Linked DNA regions of Mus musculus: region 1 is linked to region 2. The links are chromatin contacts, called in public ChIA-PET maps. All regions are on one chromosome and are shown on one strand. The core of a region is the stretch at or near the end of the contact, and the rest is flanking DNA. Distances in the headings are between cores, read along the strand shown. Region 1 holds the start of Txnip (thioredoxin interacting protein). Region 2 holds the start of Cd160 (CD160 antigen).

Region 1 (5,461 bases), core at 276-2,775, 260 kb after region 2:
CCAGTTCTGGCTATCCTGTCTAGCATTTGAAGCAGTATGTTTTTACCTTCACAGAATCCTTTTCTGTCAATTCGAGCAGAGACTGACACACGTCCATCAGGAATGAACATGCAGGAAACTTTCTTCTCCTTTTTGGCAGACACTGGTGCCTGTGTAAAAGGAAATAATGTTTTGAGATATTTCAACCCCCATGCATCTAATTTATTATCCCTGACCAAGAAGAATTTTAAAACCTTTTTAAAAACAAAAACAAAAAATCCTCACCATTAGGTCAGGGGTATTGACATCCACTAGATCCATCACTTCGAAGTTTTTCTTTGCCTCTTGAGTTGGCTGGCTGGGGCGATCGAGAAAAGCCTTCACCCAGTAGTCTACGCAACCATATTTTCCTTTAAAGGATGTTCCCAGGGGCCTGTGTCAAAACAATGAACCAAAATTAAGGCTAAGAACTGTAAGAGATCAATGGAGGGGGAAGACTTAGAAATAAGAGTGCAAGGTGCACACGGTGGATGCCTACCCTTGAGGAAGCTCGAAGCCGAACTTGTACTCATATTTGTTTCCAGGCCTCATGATCACCATCTCGTTCTCACCTGCTGGGAAACAAAGACAAGGGGCCATTAGGCTTCTTGTTACATTTTGAAAGCGTCAATGAGGAGTGCCTGGGCAGTAGACTACCTTACTTCACTTCCACTTTCATCTCTTACACTATGGAAGAAAAGATCCCAGAGCACTTTCTTGGACAGAAAGTTGCGAAATCCACAAATACATTAATCTTTAAGTAGTAGCTAAGACAACACTTTCAGGAAACAGTACCTCAGAAAGTGTTCAAATCACTCTAGGGGGGTGAAGGGTAGTGAAAAACTTGCTAATTACAAAGTAAAAAAATATAGGGACCAACAGTTCAAACCATTCAAACGAACAACTCGAAACATTTAGTGGTGCCCTCCCCGACCCACAGACCTCCCAAGTCACCATCAGTCCTGCTGGGAGCAGTACCTGTAGGCTGCTCTTCTAGGAGAAGTGTGTCTTCATAGCGCAAGTAGTCCAAAGTCTGTTTGCACTGCTGAGACCCTTGCATCCACAGGACCTTGGCCACGCCGCAAGCCAGGATCCTGACGGCTTTGACTCGGGTAACTTCACACACTTCCACTATTACCCGTCCGGCCACCTTCTCCCCGCTGCCGTACACCTTCTCGGGGTCGTTGAAGACCACCTCAAAAGACTTGATCTTCTTGAACATCACCATGATTGAGCCGAGTGGGTTCAAGAAAAACGAAAGCCGGAGAGGAAAAAAATCTTTAAGAACCCTTCAAAGCAAACGAAGAGCTCGCCTCCGTAAAGTCAGGGCTTGAAAACCCAAACGAAAATGTAAAGAAAGCTTCAAACAAACCCTAACAACTTTTCCAAAAGGTGCCTGGAAGTTTCAGCCTGCCGGCTGTGCCAAAAGCTTTCAGGAGAAAAATAACAGCTGTCTTCCGCAACTGGAGAAACTCTGGAAACCCCGAGACCAGAGGAGGAGAGTGTCAAGCGGCTGCCGGAAACGGCTTATATAGCCGCCTGGCTTGGCGCTCCACGCGAGTGCTGGCCTGGAGGCTCGTGCAGCCCTCGTGCACAGTTCTCCCATTGGCTACTTGGCCCTTGTTTACCAGGCCTCCAACCAATCAGCGAGGCCGCCGGGGCGCGTGGACACGGTGTGCTCCTAGCGGGGAAAATGGTTGTTGTTCGGGTGCGCAGCCTTGCCAGCAGGAGGGGCGGGGCCCGGGGCGACGGGTGCCCTCCCTCCCCCCGGGAGGCTGGGACCCCGGGACCCTGAACCTCATCCAGGGGACTCCTCTTGGGAGCTGGGTTATTTGGGTGTGTGCTTTGTTTTTTTTTTCCCCCTTCTTTTTTTAGGTGAAAGAAAAATGTGCTTAGGAGAGGATTTCATGACTCGCCTGAGCCAGCGCAATTCATTTCGAGGTGACCATTTATTCCTGGCTCACAAGTTCGCAAGTCTTGTGAAAAACAATCCCATCGCACCGAGGATACTCCAGGATGGAGCGGAGGGCGAGAGTGCAGTCGTGTTAGTGAGAAAGAGCCCACCCGATATGCTCCTATTGCACTTCTATTGAAGAATAAAAGGCTGCGGTCTCTCCAGACGAGAACTTGTCAGATATTTTAAAGTCTGGCTTTCAGTCCTTTCTGGTGAATGCTCTGGTGGGTTCCCCTCATTTCCCCCTCATTTCATGCCCCTATGTGCTGCTACTGTTCCTCGCCCATTACATTCTATTCTGTTCTCTGGAGCGGAAGCAGTAAGGGAGTGTCCACATCCTGTTGCTTATCCCCTCATCTCTTCAGTGTACCTGTGAAGTTGGGGAACATTTTGTATATGTTCCCTTGTTCCTCACTGCAGCTTTGTGAGGTGTTTACTTTCACACTGATGGCTCCCCCGTCCTTGTTTCTCCAGGAAACAAGAGGTGGACAAACCAAAAAAATAAAATAAAAGAAAGAAAGAAAAAGGAAGAAAAAGAACCTCACTCCTTACTTTGTTTTCGAGTTCCTGTCATTCTTTTCCCCCCTCTGTCCTCTCTCCAAATTCACTAAATGAAATGCATGTCCCTAAGCCTGTTTCAATTTCACCGGCGCTGGAGCTGTGTTAGTTTCACTTAGTTATCTGGCAAACCTTGCTGAGAGATGCCTCAGGAGCTGACTAGAGAAATAACTCTTAAGTGTGCAAAGAAACTCTTGTGTGAAGGATTACCTGCAACCCCCTCCCCCTTCGCCCCCTACTCTATTCCCCACCCACCCACCCACTCCCACCCCCACCCCCACCCCGCGCCGGAGCCTTGTCATTGAGTCCTAAACTCCTTCCATATTTGGGCAGAATTATTAGGAGACTATCTATCTCCTTCCTTGCGCAGGAAAATAAAGATGATATAGCCCTGAGATTAAGATGGAGAAGTAAAAAGCGATTGCATGCCTGTTCACCGCTGTTCATAAACAACACCCCCAGCCCCCACCCCCGCGCGCCCTAACTGGGTTGACACCCTAAGGCTAACAAGTTACAACTGAACCTTAAGCAAGCACAGAGATGAACATCACACGGTTCAAAAACATATACACAACACCAAGGCCTAGGAACACCTTGATCCTTAGGGTGTGTTTGTTCCAGAAAGTTAACTAACTAGGCGTCAGGTGTTTTCCAACGATAAACAGTATTTATGAATACTGTAAGGGAGGTAGGTCGCTCACTAACTTCAGTTTCTCAGTGCCTGTAGCAGGCATCTGAGAAAACCTTAGCTTGATGGTATGAAATATCAAAATATACCGAAAGTTCATATATCGATGTTGTTAAATAGTGTGGTATGTAGCAACATAAGATTTAAAAATTTTGTAAGTATATGGCTGTTATTTTCTTCTACCACCTGTGTGCTTGCTGCAGGTGTCCGCCGATGCCTTAGAAGTGGAGTTAAGAGTTGTGAGCTGCCGTTTTTTGGTTCTGGGACTCGAACTCGTTTCCTCTGATACTATCAACCACCAAGCCATCTCTTCAGCCCCAGCTACATAAGACTTCAGGAGAACCAGAGAGATGGTGCCAGGCCTGCCAACCTGAGTTCAATAGCAGAACCCACACAGTAGCAAAAGAACCAACTCTGACCTCCCCTCTCCCCCTCCCCTCTCCTTCCCCTCTCCAGTAGTCACTCCAGAGACACCCAAAATAAAAAATTTAAATGTAAAAAAGTTCTTGTTTTTAAACCTTGAGGTCAGATGAAGGAGGGGAGGCTGCTAAGGGGTGAGAGGGTGCTGCCTTGGGCTGTCTCCTTGGAGGCAATGCTGATAGTTATTCGGTGTTGTCTATGGAGTATTGAATTCTTTAATTAAGGAAAAACCTGTGGACAGTTCTGTGTCCTGTCCCCTGCACGGCTATCGTTTCTTAATTTGCGGCGCTCAGCACAGACCACTTGTTTGTTCTGCGTTAGGCCAAAAATCTGTTTAACTCTGGCAGTGGCAGCTGCTTCCTGGGCCTATAGCCAAGGCTTGTTCTGAATTGGCTGCCTCCTGGAGTGGATTGTTTATAACCTTTCACCTGGTATTCTCATAGCAGTTTGTCCCTCTTCACTCTCTCTCTCTCTCACACACACACACACACACGCACACTCACACGCACATGCACATGTACGCACGTACCCATCTCAGTTCTTGGATGGAAGAAAAAAAAGTCTTATAAACAAAAACAGGGCAGAGGCTGTGGGTTCAGGGACAAGGACAGCTGTGCCCAGGGGGAGCAGAGGCTTGCAAGTTCAGTCTCAGCGCCAGTAGGAAGCCAGGAATGTTTGTCCTGTGTTTGTTTTACTCTAGACAACCGGGTGCCAAAGCTGGCAGTGCAGCCTTCACAGGAGGTGAAGCCAGGCCTGCAGGTCCTTATTCTCTCACCTCTGGCCCCCGCAGACAGTCAGAGCTAGGGATGCAAAACAGCTTGGTTTCTTAATCACTGTAAAATATGTCTTTTCCTTCATCTGCCTACTTCTTTCCTGTCTTTCCCTAAGAAGGTAGTTTAGGGGTGGGGGTTGTGAAATGAGTCTGTGGGATTTGAGACTACCCAGACTACTATACAGAGAAACCCTGTCTCGAAAAACCAAAAAAAAAGAATTCAAAGAGACTTTTTTTTTTTTTTGGACAAGGTTGCATGTGTCCCAGGCTGGCCCCAAACTTGCTATAATAGCCAAGGATGACCTCAAACCTGTTTTTTAAAAAAAAAAGACAGACAGGATTTGGGCTGGAGAGATGGCTCAGCAGTTAAGAGCTTCCAGAGGTCCTAAGTTCAATCCCCAGCAACCACATGGTGGTTCACAACCATCTATAGTGAGATCCGATGCCCTCTTCTGCCCCTGTCTCTGCTTCCACAGCACTGGAACTAAATGAGCAAGCCGGCCCTCTCCCAACTGAGGTTCATCAGCACACTTGTGCCAATGCTATTTTATTTGTAAAGTCAGCTACCTTCTCGTTTTAAACAGGATTTAAGGTTGGATTATTTCATTTAGTTCCCACAATAACCCAGTGGCTCACAGAAAGGCACCGTGATTTGCCCGAGGTCACAGGTTTCTGTAAGTACATCCAGAACTTCATCCTAGGCCTACCTGTTCTGTGCCAGGCAAGCAGGTGACTCACTCTTGTAACTCCAGTACTGGGAGAGTAAGGCAGAGGAGAGCCACCACTCCAGGACTAGCCTGGGCTATGTCGTGAGACATTTAATATTATTTACAAAGGAATGATATACAGATGGAGAATGAAAAGCAAAGAAGAGGCCCAATGGGCTGGAGAGGCAGCTCCGTGGTTAGGAGAAATTGTTGTTGCAGAGGACCCAGGTTTGGTTTTCCAGCACCCACGTGGAGGTTCCATACTTCCTCAGGCACCAGGCACAGATGTGAGCCTTGCCTCTCGGTGCTTTGACTTGTACCTTGTTTGATCTTTGCAATGGCAT
Region 2 (5,418 bases), core at 2,095-4,594:
TGAGAAGAAACGTGCACACTACTGGAGGGAAAGGAAATTAGCAACAGCGCCCAGCTGTAAAATCTGCAACCTCCAACAGTGACCTACGGGCAGGGTGTACTGGGGCAATAGTGGCACAAATGTCATGGGAGTAGCCAACCCCCTTTTTTAAAAAATGGCCTTAGAACCATGCCATGAGACGTGGCCCGGATCCTGGGACCTCAGAGAGAACCTACTGCTACTGCTGTTCTGCTAAAGGAACTTAGCAATACCCTGACTCCTGCAGGCTACTGTTAGACTCAAGGATCCGCCATGACTCCTGCAGGCTACTGTTAGCCCCATGGATCTGTGCCTTACATCAGAGAAGCTACTTTTTGCTATAGGCGGGGCTTAACACAGAGATTCACAGCTGGGCAGAGTGCAGAGAGTGAGAGACTTTGGAGCAGTCAGTCCTAAATGTGATGTCTTCATCAAACCCCTCTGCTCAGGACTCAGGGAGCTATGCAGAAGAGGAGGCAGAAAGGTTGTGAGAGCCAGAGGAGACAGATGACACCAAGAAAACAGTGTATTCCAGACACAATAAGAATGTGGCAGTGCACACAAGACCTGCACAGATTCAAGCAAGAGAAGGTCCCAGCACTGAGAGGGGGAGAGTGGACACAAGTCCCACCCCTAACAAGAACTATCTGCAGTTGATACCCACCAGCAAAGGGAAAATCAGTTTTCTCTAATGGAGTCTTACTGGGTACGTCAACCATCTTCAGGGCTGGCCCCATGCCCAGGAGAAGCTAGCCAACGCAAATCAGAGCCAGTGGCATTTTGGTTGACTTCTTTGCTTGGTTTGTTTGTTTGTTTTTTATCTTATTAGACTTTTGCTTGTTTAATTTTCATTCTGTGGGGGGTTTGTTTCTCATTCAGTTTGTTTTCTCATTCTTTCTTATTTTGATTGTTTTTTGAGAGAGAACAAAAAATATGCAGGTAGCGAGGTGGGGGAGAATCTAGGAGTGAGGAGGAAACATGATGATCAAAATATATTGTTTGAAGAAAAAATTTAATTAAAAAAAAAGAAAAACGGATGAGTAGTTTTTGGGGTCGCGAGCAATGCACCACTGGAGGGATTGAAGCAAAGATATGACAGGATAAGGAGTCAGTGATGGTGCACGCCATTAATCTCAGTTCTCAGGAGGGTGAGGCGGGTGGGTCTCTGTGAGTTCAAGGCCAGCCAAGGCTGCACACTGAGATCCTGTTTTTAAAATTGGGGGGGGGGGGAAGAGGGGGAGGAGGGAAGGAAGGAAGGAAACTGCAAGTATCATAACAATAGTGTTACCAAACTTAGGGTCACAGCTGCACCCTCAAGAAGCCAGTTAAAACAGCCAAATTAATAGTTAAATTTAAAAAAATACAGTTTTATTCAATGTGGCCACATTGGGATGAAGGACAAAGAGATCAAGTAAGCCTTTCAAGTCCATCTTTGGGGTCCTGAAGTGAGAGCTAGGTATTTTTGTTTGTTTGGTTGGTTTGGTTTTGGTTTTTCGAGACAGGGTTTCTCTGTATAGCCCTGGCTGTCCTGGAACTCACTAGGTTTTAAGGAGGGCTCAGAGACTGAAGCTCCATGGTTAAAAAGCACTTGCTTTCTTATAGAATCCCCAGGTAACTCCTGAAGATATATAACTCCAGTTTCAGGGAATCTTTATGCTTTCTTCTGGCCTGCAGTGGGCACCAGACACAAGCACAAACACAAGAACAAAAACTATACATATACACAAAATAAATAAACCTTTAGAAATATAATCTAAATAGAAGGCCAAAGATATGCACAGCTGAGCAGTCCCCATCAGGGTGTGGTTCTGTCCATCTTTGTCTGGGCTTTGCTCTCATCCCATCAAGAGACCTCACGGGTTTTTAGAGAATCTTGCTGAGGGACAAATCCCCACCTCAGGCCGCAGACTTTTCCTTCTCCCGGCAGAAGACTCTTGGGGACATTTCTACTTCTTTGACTCCATTCTCTCAATGGTCTGATAGTCAACTGAAGAAACAGCGTCTCATTTCTGGCAGACCCAGTACAGTAGGAGCTGCTGCAAACAGAAGAGCAGCAACTGCTTTGTCCACCCAAAGCTTTGAAGCTGCGATGGCTGAGCAGGGCCGCGTGTATGTGTCACGGGGCACAGTGAGGCAGACTGTCCTTTTGGTTAAGAAGTTGATTCGGTGAGTTTTTAATGCCTTGGACATACAAACAGGCAAAGACCAGCATAGTCTGGGGTGTGAGGAGAGTTTAGTCCTCAGCATCACGGATAGACAGAGAGCCTGGCAGGCCTCTAATGGAAGCTCAGGCCGGGGAGGCAGAGTGAGTCTCTTTTTCTATGAGTCTCAGTGGAGGAAGATTCCATAGCATGAGCCTGTGGTCGGGCTAGAGAAGGAAATTCCAGGGAAGGGATGTGTAACTCCCAGGTTGTGGAAGACGTGTGGGGGAGGGCTACTCTAATTGAAGTGTACCCATTATACAGGTGAGTGGGTGCGTTAGCATGATGTCAGGGAGTGTGTTTGCTGACTCACAGATAGGGTCTTCTGTAAGGTGACTGTCTCCCTGTAGCAGCAGGGAGCCCAGAATCAACATTATAACAGATGGGTTGTGCTCTGAACATCGCATCCTCTGGGTAAAGGCTACAACCAGCTCTCAGAGACATGCTCTTGGTGGCTGTGAGACTTCAGGCGAGTGTGGGCTGATTAGCCATAGGAATGAATCTAACACCAGGCCAACTATGATGTCTTGTTGTTGTTGTTATTGTTGTTGTTGTGAGGCAGAGTCTCTAGCCTAGACTGGCCTTAAACTTCTGATCTTCCTCCAGTCCTAGGGCTACAGGTCTGGTCTATTTTTAGTGCCCCCCAAATAGCCATTCCTTGCCCACCATAGTTTCAGACTGACATCTTAAGACTAAAAGATAAAAGCCTTTTTGGGATGAATTAACTTAACAAAGCCCTACTTCAAATCAAAAGGTATTCACGGAAAAGATGCAGCACCTTTATCCCCGAGAGCATGTCTTCTGGTCATTCTGTTACCAGTGTCCTCCTTCTCACGCCTTCATTTCCAAAGGTAAAGAAATCTATTTTAAGGAGTCATTTTTTCTCAGTCTTCTTTGAACCTTAGTGCATTTCAAAAGAGAGAGAGAAGTCAGGGGGTGTGATGGAGCAACAGGAGAGAGTAAAAACTACAGGGGCGGGGGAAAGAAAGACAGGAAGACCCCCTCGCTGCTAAAAACCCATTCTGTGGTTTTTCAAAGATCAATGGTGAAAGGCCGAGCTGTGACGGAAGTGGGGAGATAGGGTTTTTAACAAGAGCAAAAGGCCCCGTGTGGGAACCCAGAACACACTCAGCGTGAGCCCCCAGCTTGAGAGCAAGGAAGAACATCTGTCCTGAGGTAAAGAGGCCTGCTGGGAACCTGGGCTCTGGGAGGAGAGATGGAATGCTTAGCAGAACTGTTCACACAGGGCAAGCTCTCAGTTAAGCCAGTGAGAAGCTTGCTTCTCAAAGGCAAAACTAAGGCAGAAGCTGGTGGCACACGCCTTTAATCCCAGCACTCAGGAAGCAGAGGCAAGTGGAGTTTGAGGCTAGCCTGCTCTACAGAGGGAGTTCCAGGACAGCCAGGGCTACACAGCAGAGAAACCCCTGGATGGTGGGGGCTGGGGGGGGGGAGATCTAGAAGGGGGGGCATAGAGACAGACAGAGAGAGACTACTCATGTCAGATGGTTGGTATGCTCATCCTTCTCATGGGCTTCAGGTCCTTGGCTGGTTCAGACACGCCTTAAATGGCAGAGGGCCACACCACATTCCTAAGAGGGAAGTCTCAAAGTCTCAGAGAGCACTTTAGAGTTAAGCCTGGGCAGCTTAGCTCACACATGCTGTGCTGAGTCCTACAGGCTGCTCTCTTTAGTTCTGTGTTCGTGAGAAGACAGTAGGTGAGAGTCATCCCTTTTCATAAATATCAAGGAGATAAAGATCACTGCAAGAAAGCAACCAAAGGTTGCCAAGCCTGCGCTAAAGCCCTCAGGCCCAGCCTGGGCTGTGAACTACCTTCATGGAGCGTCTCTGAAGGGTGTTCATGTCCCAGAGGTCACACACTGGAGACGACAGAGCAAGGGCAGCCTTTAGCCACGGCATGATTTGGGCAGAGGAAGCCAGCCAATTCATTCCTGGGTTTATAAGAAATGGACAATTCTCCCTAAGTTCAGTCCCGGCCACTTCCTTGGGGGAGGGGGGGGGGAACACACCTTCTGCCTGTGAATCAGAGGTGGTTGTTAACCAAGGGGATGTGTGACCCTCTGCAAGTTCAGCTCGCAAATGGGATTTGTGAATCTGGGGATAAAACGCATCTCCGCCTGTGTCAGTCTCGACTAGGGAGCGGCCAATTGCTTCCACGGTAGACTCTGCCACTGGTAGAAAGCATGGGTTATCGTCAAAGCTGCCGGCAGCTGTCATAGCTGTCGCCACTTCATTAAACTAGACAGGGGTTGTTCCTGCAGAGAACACCCACGTGGAGGCTCAAAACCTCTAGAACTCCAGTTCCAGGGGATCCGATGCCCTCTTCTGGTCTCCACAGGCACCAGGCACACAAGTGATCACAGACATGCATGCAGGCAAAACAGCCCTACCCGCAAAATAAAATATTGAAATTTAAAAGGAGAAATTCTGATAGATATAGGATGGACACTAGATCCTAAAGATAGATATTCTTCTCTTGTATATTCTGTAACTCTGTCTTTATAGAATTTGTTTCCTTGCTTATCCTATACCTTTTGCTTTAGTGATTTTAGGCTCTTTTTTTTTTTTTTTAATTTCATATGTTATGAATGTTTTGCCTATACACACACGCACCACACGTTAGCCTGGTGTTCATACTGACCATGGTTAAGCCAGCAAGAAGGCTTAGGACAGTGGTGGGTGCTCTCAAACTGGAGTCACAGACCCTGGTAAGACACCGCGGGCGCCGGCACTCAACCCTAGCTTCTAAAGAGACAGCGCCCTCTAGCGGATAGAACTCCGGGCACTGCCCGTCTGCTACACATAAGGTGCTTGCTCCTGGCATCAAGGTGATTTCTGCCAAGAGAGTCCTTATCCCAGTAGTCCCCCGGGCCTGAATTTCTCCCTTTCTAACCCTCTGTAACCTGCATCCTCAATTCTGTTCTTTAGTGTCTGAGAGAAGAGAGGTGGCTGTAAGAGGAACCAAAGGGTTCCTCCAAACGGTTAGGAGTCTGGCTTCTCCACCCACTCTCTGCAACTTTAAGCGAGTCACGCGACTTCTCCGAGAGGTCTGCACAGAACACGTGATTAATGATGCTCAGAGTTTTATAAGAACTAAATACAACCATGGGTGTGGATGTGAACTGCAGCCAGCTGTGCAGCCAGAATAATGATAACGACTAGCATTTTATTGAGCAGCTGT

What was found. ChIA-PET counts read pairs in DNA pulled down with a chosen protein or histone mark.
Region 1: a contact with region 2 is called in an RNA polymerase II ChIA-PET map of memory CD8 T cells, with 97 read pairs. The contact joins the promoter of Txnip here to the promoter of Cd160 in region 2. A contact is called at or near these places in 4 of 484 Hi-C or Micro-C datasets (the G1E-ER4 cell line, the N1E-115 cell line and the P5424 cell line) and 4 of 115 datasets of contacts at active chromatin or transcription factors (embryonic stem cells, memory CD8 T cells and pancreatic cancer cells).

What each region holds. Positions count from the first base shown.
Region 1 is chr3:96,554,021-96,559,481 of GRCm38.p6, reverse strand. Txnip (thioredoxin interacting protein) reads right to left here and starts at 1,525. Exons shown (of 8, transcript NM_001009935.2): 1 at 997-1,525; 2 at 518-593; 3 at 265-412; 4 at 47-149. The coding sequence starts at 1,246. Gm15441 (predicted gene 15441) reads left to right here. Exons shown (of 4, transcript NR_040409.1): 3 at 1,085-2,196; 4 at 3,422-3,714.
Region 2 is chr3:96,812,447-96,817,864 of GRCm38.p6, reverse strand. Cd160 (CD160 antigen) reads left to right here and starts at 3,344. Exons shown (of 5, transcript NM_018767.3): 1 at 3,344-3,395.